Linked DNA regions of Oryctolagus cuniculus: region 2 is linked to region 1. The links are chromatin contacts, called in public Micro-C maps. All regions are on one chromosome and are shown on one strand. The core of a region is the stretch at or near the end of the contact, and the rest is flanking DNA. Distances in the headings are between cores, read along the strand shown. Region 1 has its middle 58 kb from the start of ENDOD1. Region 2 overlaps FAM76B (family with sequence similarity 76 member B).

Region 1 (6,349 bases), core at 3,244-5,743:
TCAGACTGTATGACGTTAACGGGAGCAAGTAGACTGAGTGTTCAGGGCCAACATTGACGAGGAAGGCAAAGGTGCAGAGCAGGGCAAAGGAGCAGGTGCACTGTGCAACAGTCATCACAAAGAACTCAGCAGATCCCTGGGGAGCTAAGACGCTGAGGACATCCTTTACAGTTGTTCCAGTACCCTTATGACTACCCAGATTCCCCATAAACAGCAATGCAGGAAATGACCACTCAATAAACAAATTCATCATGATCAAGATTGACTATAAAGAGAGGCAGTGTTACACAGGGAGCAGACTCCTGATGTGAAAGGTCCTGGTGCTGGATACGGAATCTTTCTTGTAGAAGACTGGACTCTCCAGGCCTCAATTCCTACACAATCCTCAAAAGGTGCACTCAGGTCTCTTAACCCGAAGTCCCAAGATGCATGCCACAAGGCCCTCTATATCATCTGCCCAAGGAGTCCTCAGCGCAGGCTGTTACATTTTTAATGTTGTTGAGTTTCGACATGGCCCCAAATTGACTCAACTTACAGTATTGAATTTGTTTACTCGAAGATTCCAAATTGTGACCATACACCCAATTGAGGAGCTCCAAAAAGTAAATAATTCAGGAGCCGTTCACCCATGGAGGCTGGCGTTGGGAGGCTGTTAGCTAATGAGACATTGACAGCCAATCACAGTGATAGTTACTGGCAAACCACAGAATCCATAGTGTGTGGAATGGAATAAAAGAGCCACACGTTCTCCAGACCCCATCCTCCTGTGTGTCTGATCCAGCCTCTCCTCCAGTGTCTGTGGGTAGCATAAAGAAGAGAAGCAGAGAACTAGAAGTCAACAGGGAAGAGAGCAAGATGAGAAAATGTAGGAAAGTGGGACTAATTTACTGAATGCATTCTGTCACTTAATCCTTATTACAACAAAACATATATTGGTGTGATTATAAGTTTTACAGATGAGGAAATTGAGATTCCAAATGACAAGCTGAGATCCCACACATGTGGGAGAAACAAGAAAGACAAGGAAACCATGAAGAAGCAGGTGGAGAATAAGCTGGGAGCATTTAACAGAAAAGGAGACAACACTTAACATGTTTAATAACACCCCACATACTCCCGGGACTCTGTGCTCCCCCTCGGCATCCGAATTGGGCAAAACCAAGAAGGAAGCCAGTCTCCAGACCCCCAGTCTCCATTCTCCCTTCCCAGTCTCCTTTCTCAATAACTCCAGATCCATCATGGGATACCCTATGGCCTCTGACAGACTGTCTTTCCAGAAGTTTTTAGATATGTGATCACAGAGATCAGTCTTGGCTTCAATTCTAACAGAATTATTAGCCGTCAAATAAACAATGAATGATTAGTTCCTGTACTTTAGGGACTTTTACATATAGTATTTCATCTATCCTCCAAAACAAGCTTGACATCATAAAATAAGTATTTTGTGTGTATGGAAGAGGAATTTGAAGCTCCAAGAAGCTAAGTAACTGGTCTAAGATCACACAGTATCAGAACAAGGAATGGAGGCCAGGTAACAGGCCAGGTTGTGGCTTACACATTTTCCACTTGCTTCTCCAGCATCAAAGTTATTGAGGTCTGTGAGCCCCACATGCATTGCCCTGGACTCACTTTTGTTTGACACAAACATTCAGGACTCACCAAGGATTGCAAATTCTGCATGGACTGCTAAGTTTCCCAGTGACAGGAAGTATGTGTGAGTGTGTGTGTGTGTGTGTGTGAGAGAGAGAGAGAGAGAGAGAGAGAGACTTTTGGTATTCACATAGCACGCAGGCTCCCTCAAGGCAAACAGTGGTATGTGGACAAAGGGAAGAGTGAGAGAATTGTGTAAATGAGTAGAAGAACCTCTTCCCCTCCCCCTTCCCAATAACCAACACCTCCACACTGATATTTCCTCAAGGAATTATTCAGTCTACACCTTTGGTCTATGTCCTCTTAGTGCCCTCACTGCCAGCAGCCACTGCCCTGTCCCGGAACTGGGACTAGCTCTAGCCTTTGTGGGTGCCTGTGAATGCTACCAAAAGTCCTCAAGGGGAGATTCCAGCACCCCTAAGTTTCCGCTATTCTGTAGAGCAGATGGGAAGGGCCACATCTTCTTAAGACCCAGCAGTAGGGCTGGAAGATTGGCTGATGAACTAGAGCCCTAGGGGGAGGAACATTCTAGAAACACACCCACACAGAACGTGAAGTAACATCTTTACAGTAGCAACTCCATTTTGGAGCACCTGAGACTCCATCTTGAGAAAGAACCCCCCGCCCTGGGAGATTCTGCTCTGAAACTATGATCTAACACACTCGAACAATAGCAATCCACTACATCACAACCTGGCAAAGCATAGAAACCCTCTAGCGTGATCGCTCAAGCATGGAAGAGGATAGGCTGCACCTGGGTTAATGATAAAAATGTAATTTGTCTATGTCCTACACACGATTTAAGCCAATACCTGGATTAATGTCAAGATTATAATTGAAATTGTTAAGGTTGTAACTGGTATTGTCACGATTATAATTGCTATTAATTTCGCATAGGTTTTAGGTCAGCTTGACCCTGGTAACCATGTATTCCCTCATCCTAGCAACCATGTATTCCCCTCCTGATTTTGTGGTTTTTGCCTTTATAAACCCTGTTGCTTTGGACTTTGGGTATGAGCCCACTCTCCATGGACCATAAATTTTATCAGTGTGTGGGTTTTTTTTTTTTTTTTTTTTTTTTTTTTTTGCACTCCCTCAGGTACAACAAACACACTGTCTTCTGGTAAACTGAATGAAGAGGCAGGGGACATAGTGAGGCCTAGAGCTCCAAACCTAGGTGATGCTGTGACCCTGAGTGCTACCAGGGAGATGGGACAGATAAAGAAGGAGGTGTGAAATGGCAGAGGGGGAAAGATGGTATTTGCCACTGCATGTAGAAGAATCAGGGTCAAGAAATGCAGGAAGCACAGTGGTATGAGCCGCTGCTTGCCCCCTCTTAGGCATAAGTGATTTCTCCAAGTCAGCACTGGGCTTGGGAAGTCCCTCTGCCTTTTACTGAGAAGGGGGGACTTTACGCAAGGCACACAGCAGAGCTGTCAAGGGGATGCGGTAGGCGTGGAAAGTTCCCTGTGTGTCCCCGCATCTCAGGGTGATTCGGAAAGCTGCTTTCTCTTCTTCCCAGGCAGAGACACCGAGAAAGAGGAAAATTGTGGCTATCTTTGGAATCCTCTAAGGGCAGGAGCCCTGAGCTGGAAGAGGCCGGACCAGCAGGCTGACAAAGGGGCATTGTTTCCCAGGAGGGCTAGCCAGGGCTGGCGCTGGCTCGATCACGAGCCACAAGTCCTCAACAGTCAACCCCAAACACTTTTGTCAAGTTCAAGAATGTAAGAGGAGGCCAGCCGCTGTTTCTTTACAACCCTGGGGTAGGTGGGGAGAAAGTCGCTCCTTTTGCTGAGCAGGACAGAGTGTGCCCCAGCTGTGGCGCAGGTGCACCAAGCCCGGAGGTCTGCAAGGAGGCGGCGGGACGACTGCGCACCCCTTCGCGTCGGAGGCTGCACGCCTTTTGGTGCTACTCTGGGCCCGTTTCCTGCAGCGACGGGGAAGGTTGTGGCGACGCGGATCCCTGAAACTTACGGGTCAGCCACCAGGGGGAACACAAGGCCTTAGGGGCCAGGCGCTGCGCAGTTCCGCAGCATCTGCAAATTCCCTTCCTCTCCTCGGGCTGACCCCAGAGCTGGATGGAGCCGGTGCTCATTCCGAAAGCTGACAAGCATGCACTCGCAACCAGAAAACGTGATGCGCGTGGTGCCAGCGACTCCTTTGATGGACACTTCTTGGGTCACAGCGGGGCGGTGGTGGCGAGAAATTCCCTGCCGGGATAAAAGCGGCGGGCGGGGTGGCCGGGCTCTTTTTTGGAGGACGTTTGCTGCTCCAGGGTCCCTTCCTGGGACTCGAGCTCAAAGGAGGCAAGGTTCTGGGGGAACCACGAGGAAGTGATGCTTATTCTCTGGACCCCTGCTCTGGCCGGGGCTGTGTGCTTCCCGACACCCACCCGTGTCCCGCACCTCTGGTGACACTCGCTGCCACGGGAGGGTCTGGTAAACAAGTCGACCAAGGCGGGCAGAACGCCCAGGGCTTCTTCGCGCTCCTGGGAAGGGTTCTTTCCCTGCTACCGGATGGGAGAGCCTTTGAAGAGTCAGAGGGAGGCCTAGGGACTCCTCCCAGAAAAACGCACCCTCATTCCCCTTCGGGGCTCCCAGCCTCTCTCAGGCTCTGGCTGGAAAGGCCGCTGGTCTGGGCGGGTCCGCGCTCTCGGGGCCCTGCTGGAGTCCAAGCGCGGCAGGGGGGCCTGGCCGGCGCTCGCAGACCGGGAAGCGTCGGGCGGTGCCAACCACGCTGCGCCCACAAAGGGCTGCCGGGGGTCCACACGTGTGATCCTTCCTGTGGAGTGCGTCCCTCCCTGGCGGCAAGCCCCGGGGGCGGGCAGAACGGGCTGTGTCTCTAAACGACGACGAACTGAGAGTGGGCAGCGGCCTCAGAGAGCCTGCGGACTCATCGCCACGCGCCCAGACACTTCCATGGGCCCGCTTTCACTGTGCCCCTTGTTGGGTGATGCGCTCTGGGTCTCCCCAGCCCCCAACCATGGCCCAGGTGGGCTGTGTTAATAAACGCAATCTGGTTACAGTGTAGGTGGCTGCACACACCGCGGCACTCTTTCGCGGTGGGCTGATTTCACAGCTTCACCCGCAGAGGGCGACCTTGTGCCAATTTCTTGAGCACCCCAGGCTTCGCTCCTCTCCCTACCAAACTGGTGAGGTGCCTGCTTGCTTTCCTCTCGCGCTGAGGCTCTGGGCCTTCTCCAGGGATCGGTAGGTCTGTTGTTCCCATGCCCGCCAGTAAGATTGAAGGCGCAAGGACCTAGCACTTTTTGACCGGAGTACAATCAGTGGGCGCTGACTCTATCGAAGTCCGCCTGAGCCCTGTTGGATTTTAAGGAGCCTAAAAATCCTTCGATGTGAAGAAAGTAGATCAGGGAAATGCAGGTGCCTGAGGATGCATAGGAAGAACCTACTGTGAGCCAGGCTCTCCAGTGCACACTGAGGGGGACAGGGGCTTGGTTTGGAGCCCTAAGAGCTGGCTGTAATCCGTGCTGTCTCCATATGAATTTCCTCACATGGTTTCTGCCCATGGTAGTCTATCTTTTTCACAGCATTTACCACTATGCAGTCAAATGCTTGTATAACCATTTATTTTGTCCCCTACACACATATTTATAGAGTGCCCACTATGTGCCAATAAGCGAACCCATGCTGAGCGTGTCATCAGACAGGCAATAAGCAACAAATATAAAAACTGCCTGTTGGAAGGGGGCTGGGTGTGTAGATATTTTACAGACTTTGACCTTATGTGAAAAAATGGAGAGCTATTGGTGAGTTTTTGAGTGGCAGATGGACACTGGCTTTTCATGAGGCTCCCACCAGCTGCTGTGTGAACAAACTGGAGGGATAACTGAGCAGGGAAGAGAGGGAACTGAGCTGGAGGCAGAGAGACGTGGTCAGATTCTGCCTGTGTGTTTAGAAGTCAAGGAAGAAAGCTTTCTAACTGACTGGGGGTGGGCTATGAGAGACAAGAGATCAGCAAAGGATGACTCCATGTAGCTGGAAGAAGAGAGAAGAGAGAGAGAGCGAGAGAGAGAGAGAGAGAGAGAGAGCACGTGCGCGAGAGCACTCAATTTGCACATATTAGAAAAACAAGTACAGAGGTCGACTTGGCAGACATACTTCTGGAGATAAAGAAGTGGGGTTAGCAGGGCATGAAGAGGACTTGAAAGCCTGGTGCCCAGAGAGAATCTCCAAAGTGAGTGTGCATGAGGAGTCCAGCCCGGGCCCTGGGGCCTCCTCTTCTCCACCCTGACTCCAGTGGTCCTCATTTGCTCCCTACGCCTTCTCCAAGAACATCAATTGTGTGAATGAACCCAATTTCTCCAACTCTTACTTTCATGACATGTAAAATGAACATTAACATTATTCCTACCTTATACGGATGCTGTCAGGAAAAGTTCGATGTGTTAATGAAAGTGAAAATGCCTCACAAATGCAAGGGTGCTTCAAAACGTTCAGGGAATTGGAATTAAATAAGTTTATTGTGGTGCAAAAAATATATTGAAATCCCTGCAGTTTTTTTTTTTTCATAACATACATTTCCCATGAAGTCTTTGAAAAACCCCCAGAGTAGGCACTCAATATATATGCTAATTTTTATTTATTTACCTGACAGAGAGAACACTCCCATTTTCTGGTAACTCCTCAAATGCCCCCAATGGCCTGAACTGGGTGATGTTGCAACTGGGAACCAGGAA
Region 2 (5,985 bases), core at 2,735-5,234, 460 kb after region 1:
AATCACCCTAGGCTCTTGTCATGAGTTTCCAAGGCTATGGAAGCCCCCTGAGTTCACTGACTCTGATAATATTTAGACAAGGCCATGGTCAAAGTGGAAGTTCTCTCCTCCCTTCAAAGAAAGGTACCTCCTTCTTTGATGACCCGTTCTTTCCACTGGGATCTCACTCGTGGAGATCTTTCATTTTTTTTTTCCCCAGAGTGTCTTGGCTTTCCATGCCTGAAATACTCTCATGGGCTTTTCAGCTGGATCCGCATGCCTTAAGGGCTGATTCTGAGGCCAGAGTGCTGTTTAGGACATCTGCCATTCTATGGGTCTGCTGTGTATCTCACTTCCCATGTTGGATCATTCTCTCCCTTTTTGATTCTATCAGCTAGTATTTGCAGACACTATTCTTGTTTATGTGATCCCTTTGGTTCTTAGTCCTATCATTATGATCAATTGTGCACAGAAATTGATCACTGGGACTAGTGAGATGGCATTGGTACATGCCACCTTGATGGGATTGAATTGGAATCCCCTGGTATGTTTCTAACTCTACCGTTTGAGGTAAGTCAGCTTGAGCATGTCCCGAATTGCACATCTCTTCTAATGAAGAACTGGATTAAGGATTCCTCTGGGTTGCCTTTAGAAATCTCTCTTTTTTTTAAATAATAGGTAAAATCCAACAATTTTATGTAGTACAAGCAAGTGGTATTTATCCCACGTAAGCAAGGCTGTCAGCATTTTAAAAAGTCAATAAATTGGACATACTACACAAACTGCAAAAATGTTAAATGGTTACATCAACTTTTGTAAAAGATATTTGGCATAAAAAAACTGAGCAAACAAGAAACAGAAGAGAAATTCCTCATCTAGATAAAGAATATCTACCAAAACCAACTTTAATAGTGAAATTGGACAGTTTTCCCTTAAGTTGGGGAAAGGGGGAAGTGTCTTTTTCTCACCACTACTTTTCAATATTATGGTGGAATTACTAGATAGTGCAGTAACACAAAGAAAGGATACAAAATGCATACATATTGGGAAGGAAGACATAAAACTGCTAGCAAATGTCATTATTGCATGTATAGAAATTTTAAATGATGCTTAATTTTGTTTTTAAATTTCAAATCCTAGCTCTTACCCATACATGGAACAACAATTAAATTGTACATGTAATTCGCCACTTTGCTACACTAACATTGTTCCAGGGGTACTTATGATGTACTTTTGAATTTTCATGTATACAGTTTTAACAGCATAATGATACTTCCTACCCTATGTCCCCCCCCACCTTTCCTCTTCCTTCCTTTCTTATTTTTCTTTTAATTTTTACAGTGACATACTTTCAATTTACTCATTTTTTTTTTTTTGACAGGCAGAGTGGACAGTGAGAGAGAGAGACAGAGAGAAAGGTCTTCCTTTGCCGTTGGTTTACCCTCCAATGGCCGCCGCAGCCGGCGCGCTGATCCAATGGCAGGAGCCAGGTGCTTCTCCTGATCTCCCATGGGGTGCAGGGCCCAAGCACTTGGGCCATCCCCCACTGCACTCCCTGGCCACAGCAGAGAGCTGGCCTGGAAGAGGAGCAACCGGGACAGAATCTGGTGCCCCGACCAGGACTAGAACCCGGTGTGCCGGCGCCGCAAGGCGGAGGATTAGCCTAGTGAGCCACTCAATTTACTCTTGATCTCAGGACCTGATCTGAGTCTCATCATCCTTCCCATCATAGCTGAATATTTCAGGAGGAACATAAAATGAAAGCCATTCTTTTCCTGGAGTGCTATCACATAGCTTTCCATTGAATTCTAGTACCATGTTTTCCTAATGCAGAGAAATCTCACTGGTTCTTATTTCTCTTCTAAATTCTGTTTGGGACTCTTTGTAATTCCACCCAGATCAGCATTTATTTGCCCTCTAAACTGTCTTGGTAGTAAGACTGTAAGGACCTTAATGTGCTCATCTGTATCCACTGTTTTTGCAGTGCCAGCCAAAGTAAATACATGCAAATAACTTACTGATTGGTTTAATATGTTTTGGAAAAGTAATTTAACTGCTGAGCATGCAGGAAGGAACTAAACATTTATTTAACAATACTTGTGTGCCAGGTAGTAAGACTGATGCTTTACACACTATTTAATACTCACTGTTAACTTTGAAGTTAGCATTGCCATCCCCATTTTTATACTTAAGGAACTGAAGTCTAAAGTATTTAAAAAACTGATTAATATCAAGCATGGGCCAGAAAAAGTAACATTTAAACAATGGGAAGATTTGTGAAGTCCCTCAGAAGAAGTTGGGATATATGAGACAGAACCATGTTTTCAGAAATGAAAATCAATATACTATATAAGTTCCATATTCTGATGATGGAAGAGATGAGAATGGCTTGAATTAGAATTGCCATAGAAAATACCAGAAATTTGGCAACTACAAGACCAGATATATTAAAAGCTTTGCTCTTGTAAGATACATATTTTTAAATTCCCATTCATTAAAGTTCTTACTTTCTAAAAGGTTTATACTGTTGATGGTTAAAACTGTGCAATTTCATATGGTCATCTTTTCTAACAAAGCTGAATAATGCATGTCTCAGCTTAAAGCACTCAAGGTCTATTGAATAGGACTCAAACATGAACAGATAATGATATTACATAAGGTAGATGAGGGATAAATATACTCAGATAATATAAAGGGATATCAGAGAAAGAAAACCTATTCCAGTGTGGGGAGCCCGGAATTTTTCTTGGAAGAATTTAATTGTGTTTGTCTTGCTCACAACTGTTTCACCAGCACCTCACATGATGCCTGATGCCTACTATGAGCTTGGCAAGCATGTGTGCACTAAAATGAATGCATGAATGACTGAGCTCTCAGTATGGGAGTTGGTGAGGAATCAGGAATGGGGGTTGATTTCAGAAGGTAGGCTCACAGAGTGCCACACAAATATTATCCAGGTAGAGGACACTGCAGAAGCAAAGGTATGCCAGAAAGAAACCAGAGAGCATGAGAGAAGATTTTAAGTAGTCATACATTGCAGGAGCAATGAGAGTGAGGCAAAGTAGAGTTAGAGAAATAAATTTCAGCCATATTCATGGATAATATTGGAAATAGTTGACAGAAGGCAAAGTACAGTCAGAATAGATGTTGGTTCAGGAAACAGCTTATGCTGGCACGTTTTATCCTTATGGGTGTTTGATTGTCAGAGAAATTGTGGGAAGCTTGGAGATGGATCTGGATGACATGGGATAGGATCTTGAGAGGAAGCTAAGAGGCTGCACGGGAGCCCGAGCTATGCATCTGGAATAACCAGGATGAAGGCCGAGGACATACACCCATAAGGAGGTGTGGTCTGCGGTTCGTGTAGATTCCTCTCAAGTTGTTTTCTTTCTTCAGTGAAACATGAAGTCAGCTCATCACCTGGTATGAGGGTGGAGGAGAAGGGACTGCAGGGTTTTTGAGGGACAAGAAGATATTGAATAGCCATTGAAGAGAAAGGGAGAGTAATCAAGTTAGGAATGTAAGTGGGCTGAATTATGATTCCACTTGAGACTAAAATGAAAGCCATCACTATAATTCTGTGTTTTTCTCTAACAATGCTAAGCTGCAAGGGTGTTGATGTGTAGTGTGCAGAATGCTGGATTTAAACAAGGTTGTATTTTTTCTAAGAGCTGAGCCTGTTGCCATATAATTATCCACAGTGTTTGTTACTTTCCTTTATAAAAGGCAACTGGATAGAGAAGTTCCCATCCTCTCTCTTCAATCAGTTCCACTTACATAGCCCTGCCATGTTGCTCATTCCTTTCACAATTAATTTCTTGGAAATGTCTCTACTGACCTGCTTCATTTTCTCATTTCCCCTTGAGGTTCCATCCTACTTCTCTAGATGTTCCTTTATGAATTCCTTTTCACTTGCCCAACTCTACATTGCCACTTGCCCTTCTCATTAGCCCCAGACTGTCTCATCTGCTCCCTATCTCACCTACACCACAAGATGGTGGTATTCATCACCACATGCCGGCAGAGGGCCTCCAGGTCATAGCTGTCCTAAGCCCCAACCAGCATATTCCTCTCTGTACTCTAACCATTCAAATGTTCCTCCCATACTACAAGAACAAATGTCCTCAATAATGTAGTATCTTTCACTCCAGTATATTCATCTTAGAATTTTCTAATTCCACCACCTACCAGAACATTCTAATTAGAAACCTGAGAATTCAATCTCCTCCCTTTCCTTGTTACATGCATCCTATTAGTTAATCATCAATACCATCAATTATACATTCCCAATATTTTTCTTCATCTTTCCAAATAACTAAATTAGTAAAGAATAAGAAAACATACACTAATTGATAAAAATATATTTTAATGCCAATTTGGATCTGGTGCTCATATCACCTCTACATATTTGGAAAGTTTCCCACAGATATTTGGTAAAATTACATGTGTCTCTATGGACAACCTGACAAATTTTGGCTTCTGCAAAAATGACTGGGGGCAGAGCTGTGAATATTGAATCTGTTTCTCATTGAATTAGCCAAAAAAAGCAGGAATGGAAACTCCACCCACTGACCAGCTCTAGTTGCACAACTCAACATTTTATGGTTGGGGTTACAAGGGAAAATTCCAAGTAAAACTAACTCTGGGTCCTTTATCTGACGGGCTCAGAGGCTTCCATGGGATCATGGGGTTGAGAACTTACCTTTCCATTTAGACCTGCTGTGCTTCATGACGTCCAGAAGCAAAGCAAGCTGAGCTGAGTTCTTGGAAAACATTGGAGAGCTGGGCCATATCAAAGGGAATTTGGAGTGGTTTATGTGGTTTGAAAATTCTTGGGGCAAAACTGCCTTCCTGTTGCTTTTGGAAACTACAGTCCAGAATTGGAAAGGAGGCAAACAACAGGAACTCCCTAACTATTTGGTTTGCTTCCCATTTGTGCTCAGCTAATTATTTTATGCAAACAAGAAAGCATGTTTTTCCACAGTTCCTTCTTTCTCTCTTTCTTTCTCTCTCTTTCTTTCTCTCTTTCTCTCTTTCTTTCTCTCTTTCTCTTTCTTTCTTTCTTTCTTTCTTTCTTTCTTTCTTTCTTTCTTTCTTTCTTTCTTTCTTTCTTTCTTTCTTTCTTTCTTTCTTTCTTTCTTTCTTTCTTTCTTTCTTTTCTTTTTTCAGCCTTGCTGTAACCAAGCCTAACACAGGGGACAATGGAAGATGAAAACCAAATCAGATGACTTCAGTTTAGACACAAATAGAACCAGGTACCTTCTGCCATGCAAACCAATCACAGAACCTTCTCATATGCTTCCCTACATTCTCCACTGTGACTAGAATAAGTGGAATTCATTTGGTGTACAGTTAGCCACCATCCAAGGCCAACAGCACTGAAAATTTCCAAGTAGTGGCTGGTGGTCATGAATTTAAAGTAGGGTCAGTAACTATGACCAGTGTTCCTATCATTCAGTCCCCAGTATGCATTAGTAACAATGTGTGGGCAAATCTCTCCCATCCTTTCAACTCAGCAGGATCTCGAGTTGTAATTACTCCTTTTCCTCTAAAGCCACCTCACTATCTGCTTTTATTCCAATTCTTTGCTCACTTACTGTTGTCTCTTCTCCTACACTTTTTGCCCCTGTGGCTTAACATCTCTAATTCTTTATTATCATTTTAAAAGGATTTGAGGAATGAGTCAATAACATTTATCTAGAACCCTTAATTATTTTTGTGTTTGTGATTTTGCCACTAATTTTTTAATTATTTCAGAGAGGAACAGGGTTGATCAGTTTTTCTCTTGACCACCTTGTAGAACACCTGGCATTTTCAGCAATTATTACTGAAGAAAAAGATGGAATGAATTTCTCCATGAATCCTTTTGCTAAGCTAATGCCTATAACAGAATATAAAGTGCATATAAAATTCAGACAGATAATGATTACAGAATATATAATGATGTTAGGAATTGGGTCAGATATGCTTTGAATCTGTAGAAAAGCCAAAATGTGTTTTTCCAAA

What was found. Hi-C and Micro-C count contacts between places; a contact is called where the count stands out from the background.
Region 2: a Micro-C map of ear pinna shows a contact between it and region 1, with 3 times the contacts expected there. The contact joins two enhancer-like sites. A contact is called at or near these places in 2 of 6 Hi-C or Micro-C datasets (ear pinna and skin fibroblasts).

The regions. Positions count from the first base shown.
Region 1 is chr1:86,486,483-86,492,831 of mOryCun1.1, forward strand. No RefSeq gene overlaps it. Among named protein-coding and RNA genes, the nearest start is that of ENDOD1, 58 kb to the left of the region's middle. Within about 2 kb of position 4,494, at least 4 of the 8 cell types and tissues checked have an H3K27ac peak or open chromatin away from gene starts, as enhancers often do. A contact at or near this core is called in ear pinna, where this site is marked.
Region 2 is chr1:86,945,952-86,951,936 of mOryCun1.1, forward strand. The region is part of intron 18 of FAM76B (family with sequence similarity 76 member B); the gene reads right to left. Among named protein-coding and RNA genes, the nearest start is that of FAM76B, 260 kb to the right of the region's middle. Within about 2 kb of position 3,985, at least 1 of the 8 cell types and tissues checked has an H3K27ac peak or open chromatin away from gene starts, as enhancers often do. A contact at or near this core is called in ear pinna, where this site is marked.